3 separate regions of the Zea mays genome follow, and regions 1 and 2 are each linked to region 3. Evidence: chromatin contacts called from public Hi-C data. All regions are on one chromosome and are shown on one strand. Each heading gives the region's core, a stretch centred on a gene start, on an enhancer-like site or on the middle of the called end of the contact. The rest is flanking DNA. Distances are from core to core; before and after follow the strand shown.

Region 1 (2,846 bases), core at 298-2,797, 72 kb after region 3:
GTCGGCAGAACTATAGGAAGATAGGCTCAATCAGTTCACTATCTCTTAGGTGCAGTTTGTTATCTCATCCGCATGTATTGCCTCACGGTCGAATATATAAGGCCTAGGGGGCACCCCTTCAGAACGATCGATCTCACCACTCATCCATTCACCCCAACTCTCTATTCTCTAGTGTTAGAGAGCTCCCTTGTAATCCACCACGTAAAACATTCTCACCAGGATGTAGGGTGTTACGCATCTCCAAGCGGTCCAAACCTGTAAACATTGTCCATTGTTCCTCGTGCATCCGGCACGAACCATTTAGCTACAGTCGGCGACACCGTCCTACTCCTAAAAACACCTTGAGGGGCAACCCCGGGTGTGCGGTCGGACCCAAAGCACCGACACTCGACATTGCCAAACACATCTCTGTCCACAATTTCTCAGGTGATATCAATGTTTATTTTGAATTTTATCTATGTCTTTTTCTATAAAAGGATTCATTAACATGGATAAGTCTTCTTGAGGGGCATTATGATGGAGGCATGTACTCTCTCAAACAATATGATGGTGCCACCCTCAAACAAACCCTAATTGGTTGATCTACCAGTCGCACCCAATAACATGCTTATGTTAGTTACCCCTCGTCTCAAGTTGTTTAGTTGATTATGCATCTTAATAATATTTCATGTCCTAAAGAGTCAAAGTCATCCATTTTTAGTGCCTAATATGTAGCTCAAAGTTAGCAATTGACCTATAATATCTAGGCGTCGTCTCCTAGTCAACTATGGCGTCGTCGAGATAGTTATCTTAGTTCAATTTAATTTATCATTAGCTATTTTGTAATACATTCTTGTAATGTAATAAAGATTATGATATTCGTCTCTATACACCGAGTCATTATATGTGTGGACTTGATTATAACGCACATATGAGATGTATCTGGATTTCGCTTTAAATACGGGTGTGACAATAACATCAGTCACCTATTTTTGTGCCAACCTCATATTTTATCGGTTCTCTAAACACGTGGATGTCGATTATTACTTTGTATATGATCATCCGATCATGTCTCCACTCAATAACTTGGTGTGCGGGTCGTTTCATAAGGTTCAGATTGTAGATATTATGATCAAGCCCTTATCGGTTCATAAGAATTTTGTTATAATTTGGATGTGCAGGGAGCAAAAGGATAAGGTGCAGTTACTATTCTAGCTTCTTGCTCGACGATGCGCTAGGGGTCTAGGGCAGCTGGCAATGAAGCCGAACAAAAATCCCGAATCGACAGCCTTTAAATGTCACATAAATCGCCACGACGAAGAATTGAGCAGCACCGTCCCCCACCCATCTCAGCTGCCAATTCTCCTATCCGACAGCTTGCAGGACGGATACTAATAACCGTCGATAGCACGCAGGTTCTTGCATCCGACGGCTCAGAAAGCCAGCCTCTCACGGGCTGCTCTACGCCTCCCGGGCCACCTGGCTACCCGGCCATCATAAAGAGGCGGCCTCCCGCCCCTCCTCTCCTCGCGCTGCTTGCTTGTCCGTTGTCGCAGAGAGAGAAAGAGTGGGATGGCAATGGAGAGGTCGTTGTCGTGCGCGGAGAGGGGCAGCCAGTACGGCGCCGGGGCGGGGGCGGGGGCGATGAACCTCCGGAGCTACAGCGCCTCCTACGAGCGACCGACGACAGCGGCGCCGTCCACGGTGCAGCGCGCCAGGAGCGTGAGCTCGTGGAGCACGCCGCCGGCGCCGCCGCCCGTGCAGCGGGCCGGGAGCACCAAGAGCGGCCCCACCGCCGCCGCCGGTGGCCGGGCCGCCCCGGGGCTGAACCTGCGCTCCTACAGCGCCTCCTACGCGGCCTCCTACGGGCCCACCCTGGCCGATACCGGCGGGCAGCTGAAGCGCTCCGGCAGCGTCACCAACTGGACCTCCGCCAACCGCCGCTCCGTCAACCTGAGGGGGTACGCCCCGTCCTTCGCCGCGATGGACGACACCGCCGGCGCGGTCCCGGCGCCCAGGAGGAAGCTGCGGGCGGGGGCGGACGACGCCGAGGTGCAGCGGCGGCGGCTGGTCGTGTACAAGACGTACGGCGTGGAAGGGAAGGTCCGGGAGTCGGTGCGCCGCGGCGTCAGCTGGATCAAGGGCAAGTGCTCCGGCGCGGCCTACGGCTGGTGGTGATCGATCGCCAGCTCCATCGCCGTGCCCACCGGCCTATCGGAGTGGTACTACTACGGTACGGTCTACCATATGAGCTGGTGCACTGCATGCCCACCGCCGCACCAGTACCTCCTGTTACTTGTTCTTGGAGTTAGGAGTTTTTTTAATCTTTAGGAGATGGATTTGGTTGTATGTAGTAGCATACTAGCATGAGCTGTGGAGCTTCTTCTCTTGGTGAGTGATCTCGTGTCTTGTGAGGGAAGGAGGAAGTTCATGCTGTGGGTGTCCTACTCCTCTTTACAGAACAGATATCTGGACTCTGGTCTATGTAAATATAGGTGCTGCGTATGTATATATGTGTGTATAGAATAAGATTTCTGTAAATTATTACTACTACTACAGGCAAGACTGCTGTTGATGGCCTCTTTGAAAAGGCCGGCTTCGGATTCACTATTGTAACTGTATCTCAGAAGCCGGTGAAGTGATCAAATCCTGACCTGCTCCTCCATCGTCTAGTGCTCTAGACTGATTTGGTGATCAGAGACATGTGGGGGAGGAATACCCTTACTATTCAAATTTAAATAGCAAGAGGATTAGGATTCATGATCATCAAATCAACCCCTAGTTTGTTTTGCTGCCATACTAAACAGTGACGCAGCATCATACGTGTCAGGAAGAAGGTCTGAATTTGTGGCAGCACATATATACCG
Region 2 (2,782 bases), core at 99-2,598, 89 kb before region 3:
ATATTGATTTTACAATTTGCTATGCATTGTGGGACGATGACTCATTAACAAAACAAAACCAAGTTATCATCGTTGGAAAAGATGGAACAGCTTTCCTTGCTGGTGTATCCTTTACTCAAATACCAAGTGGATTTACAAATCAATACAAATTATAAATGCAGTACAATGAGTAAAAGCAAATCTGAGCATGATGCAGGAATTGGCCATTTCACTGTAACCCGCATATATATTGAAAAATGTTTAAAAGACTAAGCATCAGAATATATGCTCAGCAGCACAGAACATGCAAAGAAACGTGTATCTATCAAGTGCATTGTTAATCATTCACATATTTTTTTATGAGTAGTCATCCAGGTATATCATTCATATGTAGCCTGTTCCAATTAGTTATAAAAATTCACAAACTTGATTAAAAACATGGAAACGTAGTTGAATCCATGAAACATGAAACAATAATAGCAGCAAGTCAACCAACCAATTAACAAATAATGCCACAGGCAACAAAATATGGAAGAAAACACACCAATAACATTAAGCCAATGTGGCAAAAGAACAGAGACAAACAAGGAAAATGGCCTGTGGGACACTTAATGGAAGCATGCTAACAGAAACACTACTTTCCGCAATAACAGACGCCATATCAACCCTTTATGACAACCTGCTCGCCGATAGTTCATGTTTCCACATTTTTATTTCAGCATTCAAAACATCTAGAGAACCGATCTAGTTCTAGACAAAGAAAACTCCAGGAGTACCTTCAATTTAGCATTCAAAACATCTAAAGAACCGAAATAGAAAAATCAAACTCCAGGCGCAAGCAGTCCAGTAAATAACACATAAATTTTACCTTCAGTAGTCTCCCAAGCAACGCCTCCGACAAAAATCTTTCTGCAAAAGAAAAAGTATTAGCTCTCTTGCTAAACTATATCCTTGAAATTCAGAACAAATACAAACCCTAAAGCCCAAATCGCTCACCCCAACGAGTCGCCACCCGCCCCCCTCCCATCCTCTCCGACAGCAACAGCGTACCCAGAGCCCCCATCCCGGCCTACCCGCCTCCCGGGGTGTCCCTCCTCTTCGTCGACCTCCTCGTCGTACCCGTTCAACTCGTGCTGGTTGTCCTCCGGGTACCCCGCCATACTGCAAACTTCGGGAAACAGCCGCCTGAGATCGAACCAACAAAATCTGAACAAACAGGCAGAAACCCTAGGTCGGGGCTTGAAAGAAGGCCGGGCTGATTACCACGGAATCAGAGCAATCCAAGGGTGGGGTTCGGGGCCTGAGCAAACCCTAGCGGCGCTGCTGCGGGTGCGGGTTTAGAGGGAAGGAGACAGGGACTAGATGAGAGAGAGAGACGGAAGAGGAGTCGGCGGCGGCGAGGTTCGGTTCGAGTCCAACGCGCAGGCGGCTCCGTTATTTATATGAGCCGTGCGCGACGGTAGTGGATTAGACGTACCGACGAGCCATTTACCATCTCTACTACTTATCTCTACTACTTCTTAAGATAGTAACGTAGGCGTTCACAGGTGCGTTCTGCCTTCCACCCGACATCCTTGTCTACAACGCGCCGCTAATCTCGTAGTCGCGCCCCGGCGATCCGCGCCTGCCTGCCGCCGCCCGTGATTGTAGCCCACCCCGACACCGCGCCCCCTCTCCCCTGACGTGATGCCCGCCTCCCACCCCGTCCCCTCGGTGTCCCTCGCTTCCACCCGCCCTGACACAGATCTCACCCTTGGGGGACATGGGGAGCAGCGTCTAGATGATGGGGTCGGAGCGCACCAGCGGAGTAGAGCAGCTCCACCTTGTCCACCTCCTCCGAGACGAAGAGGGAGTAGACGAGGTCGCAGGTGGCCTGCGAGTCCTTCACGGTGGGCACGTCATTCACCTCCAGACCCCGCTCCAGCGGGATGTAGGGGCGGCGCTGGAAGTAGGCGTTGCCCTTCTTCCCCACGCTGATGACGGTGTACTGGAGGCCCAGCTGCTCGAGCTCCTCCATGCGGGTCTCCACCTTCTTGAGCACGTTGTTGTTGAAGCTCCCGCAGAGGTCGCGCTCGCCGGTCAGGACCACGAGCGCCACCTTCATGACGGGGCTGCTGCGGGTGAGGGGCAGGTCGATGTCCTCCGTCTGGATATCGCCCCTCATGTTGTAGAGCACCTCGACCAGGGCCTCCGAGAAGGGGCGGGAGGAGACGATCCAGTGACCAGGGCCACCAAACCGCGACCCCGACCCCTACCCAGCCGCGGAGGAAAGGGCGGGGTGCTGACTCCGGTGGTTGGAAGGAGGCGACGCGACCTCAACCTCACCAACTTCGTCGGGTCCTCTTCTCTGCAGCCGCGTGTGCACCCCGACATACTTCATCTCTTGATTTCTTCGTAAACAACAGATGAGGGATTCACGATGGCTAAGTCGAAGGACCACATGGCACATAACCAGTCGTACAAGGCGCATAAGAACAACATCAAGAAACCCACGCGCGGCTGCCAGACCTCCACCAAGGGGGTACGTGCTTCCTTTTCCTTGCTTCTCAAATCTCAACTATGCTAGATCTGAATGTGCTTCCTTTTCCTTGCTTGTCAACTACGCCACTCCATACTTGGCAGTCTGCTATCCCACATCACAGGTGTTTAACCTTGTGCAACCCTTTCCAAAATTGAGACGCACCTCTATCAGATGACAGGAAAAAAATTCCCTTGGTCATGTATTTCCCTTTGATAAATTTGAACCAAGTATCATCAGACCCCTGAGAAATTTTCTATATCCATTTTACTAGCAGACATTCAT
Region 3 (2,871 bases), core at 107-2,606:
TAAATTTTTTATACATAATTTATGAAACTTATTTTATAATTATATAATAATTATAGAATTTGCATCATGATTCATTATATATATATATATATTAAGTAACACAATAAGACCTAAATTCAAGGATTAAGTTAAAATCATCCACTAAGTACAATCTAAATAGTTTAAAATTTATATCAATAGTTCTAATACAACCATAAAAGAGTATTATAGACTTATAATACCATGTTTGGATAAAAATATTGGAGCACGGAATTAGGAATTGGAATCAACTTTCCAGAATTCAATTGTTTGGTTGCACATGGAATTGAGATTTGAAATTAGAGACCCAATTCCGTGGAATTGGACTATATAACTAGAAACTCACTGTCCCAATATAGAATATCACTCCTTTGTATTGTGTGGAATTGGACCACACAATTCTAAACTCTAATTCAGTGACATCCAAACAATAAAATTGGAATTACATCTCATTTCAATACCATGCTTGGTTAGGTATTGAACTAAATTCAATTACATGTCCTCTAATATTGGCATCCAAATGAAGCATAACATTATTTTTCTTAAGGAATATAAATGTCTTGGATATATCATTTTATCAACTTTAAAGAAAATATCCATTTCAAACAAAAATGACTAGTCTATCATAAAAAAACATAACCTCTTACCTTATTCTTAATTTGCTTTTTTTACTAAAAACATATTTTTTTCTCTTTCTTATTCTCTCCCCCTGACTTCAATCAAGTAGATTATATTAGAAAAAGTATAAAAGATAGTTTGATAACTCTATTTTTGCAACGATTCTCATTTTTCTAAAAAAATGAAGTATTTTTCCAGAGAAAATGAAGACCCCTTAAAAAAACAGGGTTGCCAAACTAACCCTAAAAGAAGCGGTGTAGATATATCTGTTGTCGTATTGTATCAAGATTGTCTGTCCCGTGATGTTGTGAGTGTGTTTGGTAATTTTGTACGCGTGCACACAAAAAAATAGACTGTACAAGCAATAACAAGTATACACGAAAAATAGATTTACTAAATATGATTGATAGTATAGAATATTTTTCCATAAAGTATACCACTAGACTAAAATCTAGTAGTAGTCTTGAAAATATCATGAGCAATAACAAGCAAGCAGAACAAAACATTCACGATATGGTTCAACGTAATGTTAGTTACAAGTATACACAACTGAACAGTATTTCCAGTAACTTTCAAATGCATATCCAAATTCGATGACGGATATTTGTTTCATGCCATCGTCGTGCCGTCCAAGAAATCGCGTGGATATATAAGCAGAGCAGGCTCGTATCGTAGACACGACACATGGGTAATGGGCTCGTATCGTAGTTAACGAAATGCGATATGGCTTGTGTAGTGGGCCAATTCGTACACGTGAGACTGGACCGGACCTGCCCAAACAAGGCCCAAGAGAAATGTGCCTAGTGTTACGATCGAGCTGATGAATCCATTTCGTGATAGTGTGCTAACCATATACTCCATCTATTTTTTTATTTGTCACAATTTAGTTCAAAAATAATTATTATACGACAAATATTCGAGAATGAACATAACACTATACAGTCAATTAATCATGCAAGGCGATCATGCTGTTATTATTCGACTTGTCGTGGCACGAACGTAGGGATTAATCGAATTTAATCAATTTGCCGGCATCGCTTTCATGCACGGTGGCAGCCTTGATCACAATAGTCTACCGTGGAAGACCGGGACACTATCATAATTCGATTCTTTGCTGAATACCAAATAATTTACCGAATTTTTTTTCGTACTCGATAAAGAAGTTTTTTATTAAGTGTCAAACAAAAAAACACTCAACAAAGGGTTTGCTTGCCGAGTGTTTTATTTTTGACACTGGACAAATAGTTTCTCCGTCGGGTGTTTTATTTTTGACACTCGGCAAAGTGTTTTGTTTCCGAATGTTTTTTTTCAACACTAGACAAAGACAATTTAAAAAACACATTTTGAAGCAGTAAATTAATTCAAATGAAAAAGTTTTCAGCTACAAATTTTTATAACTCATCAAGATGTACAATTTATATTTTTGTCATTTCTTCATATGACAAAATAAAAGTAAATTTGTTCATAAAAACTGTATCTCTCTCGTATTTTATGAAACTACAGGAGAGATGTATAAGATTTGTGAATAATGTTAAAACTAATATGTGGTATGAATAAATGACCAAAAAATTAAAATAAAATTTGTATATCTTGAAAAGTTATAGAATTTTATAGTTGGTAACCTTTTGATTTGAAGTCACCTTAGCAACGAAAACTACGTCTGAATTTTAAAAATTTTAAATTCGAATTTTTAAAACGACCTCAAATGGAAAAACAACCAGAATGAAAGTTGTAGGTCTTAAAAGTTATGAAACTTTGTAGTCGACAACATTTTGGTTTAAAACCATCTTTTCTTGCAAAATTTTGTTTGAATTTTAAAATTTGAATTTTTCAAATGACCTTGGATGGAAAAACCACCAAAATAAAAGTTGTAGGTCTTGAAATGTTATGAAACTTATAATTGACATTTTTTTATTTGAAATCATGTTGCCATAGAAAAATATGTTTGAAGTTTTCAAATTTAAAATTTAAATGTTGTAAACGAAGGAATAGTGGTTAGCTTGAAATTTGAAACTATCAATATGAAAGTTATAGATCTTGAAAAGTAATACAACCTTAAAGTCGACAACATTTTCATTTAAATTTATTTAGTACCTCAAATAATAATTTAAATCTTGATTGGTTATAATACATGTGGAAAGAAACTCTACGATCATAGTAATGGTCAATAAAATCTGATATGTAATACATATATTTGGATAACAATCTACCATGTAATGAATTGAAGAATCTCAG

Evidence for each region. A called contact is a pair of places that touch in the nucleus more often than the background predicts.
Region 1: a Hi-C map of leaf shows a contact between it and region 3, with 6 times the contacts expected there. The contact joins the promoter of LOC100273352 here to the enhancer-like site in region 3. A contact is called at or near these places in 4 of 25 Hi-C or Micro-C datasets (bundle sheath, ear, leaf and 1 more) and 1 of 3 datasets of contacts at active chromatin or transcription factors (seedling).
Region 2: a Hi-C map of leaf shows a contact between it and region 3, with 5 times the contacts expected there. The contact joins the promoter of LOC100193339 here to the enhancer-like site in region 3. A contact is called at or near these places in 5 of 25 Hi-C or Micro-C datasets (ear, leaf and tassel) and 1 of 3 datasets of contacts at active chromatin or transcription factors (seedling).

Annotation. Positions count from the first base shown.
Region 1 is chr4:238,158,290-238,161,135 of Zm-B73-REFERENCE-NAM-5.0, reverse strand. It overlaps LOC100273352, which reads left to right and starts at 1,547. Exons shown (of 1, transcript NM_001159432.1): 1 at 1,547-2,531. The coding sequence starts at 1,552. The coding sequence ends at 2,157.
Region 2 is chr4:238,318,917-238,321,698 of Zm-B73-REFERENCE-NAM-5.0, reverse strand. LOC100193339 reads right to left here and starts at 1,348. Exons shown (of 7, transcript NM_001138474.2): 1 at 1,243-1,348; 2 at 976-1,147; 3 at 848-888. The coding sequence starts at 1,139. It also overlaps the pseudogene LOC103655982.
Region 3 is chr4:238,229,611-238,232,481 of Zm-B73-REFERENCE-NAM-5.0, reverse strand. No RefSeq gene overlaps it. Among protein-coding and RNA genes, the nearest start is that of LOC100279319, 31 kb to the left of the region's middle. Within about 2 kb of position 1,356, at least 17 of the 20 cell types and tissues checked have an H3K27ac peak or open chromatin away from gene starts, as enhancers often do. A contact at or near this core is called in bundle sheath, ear, leaf and 2 more, where this site is marked.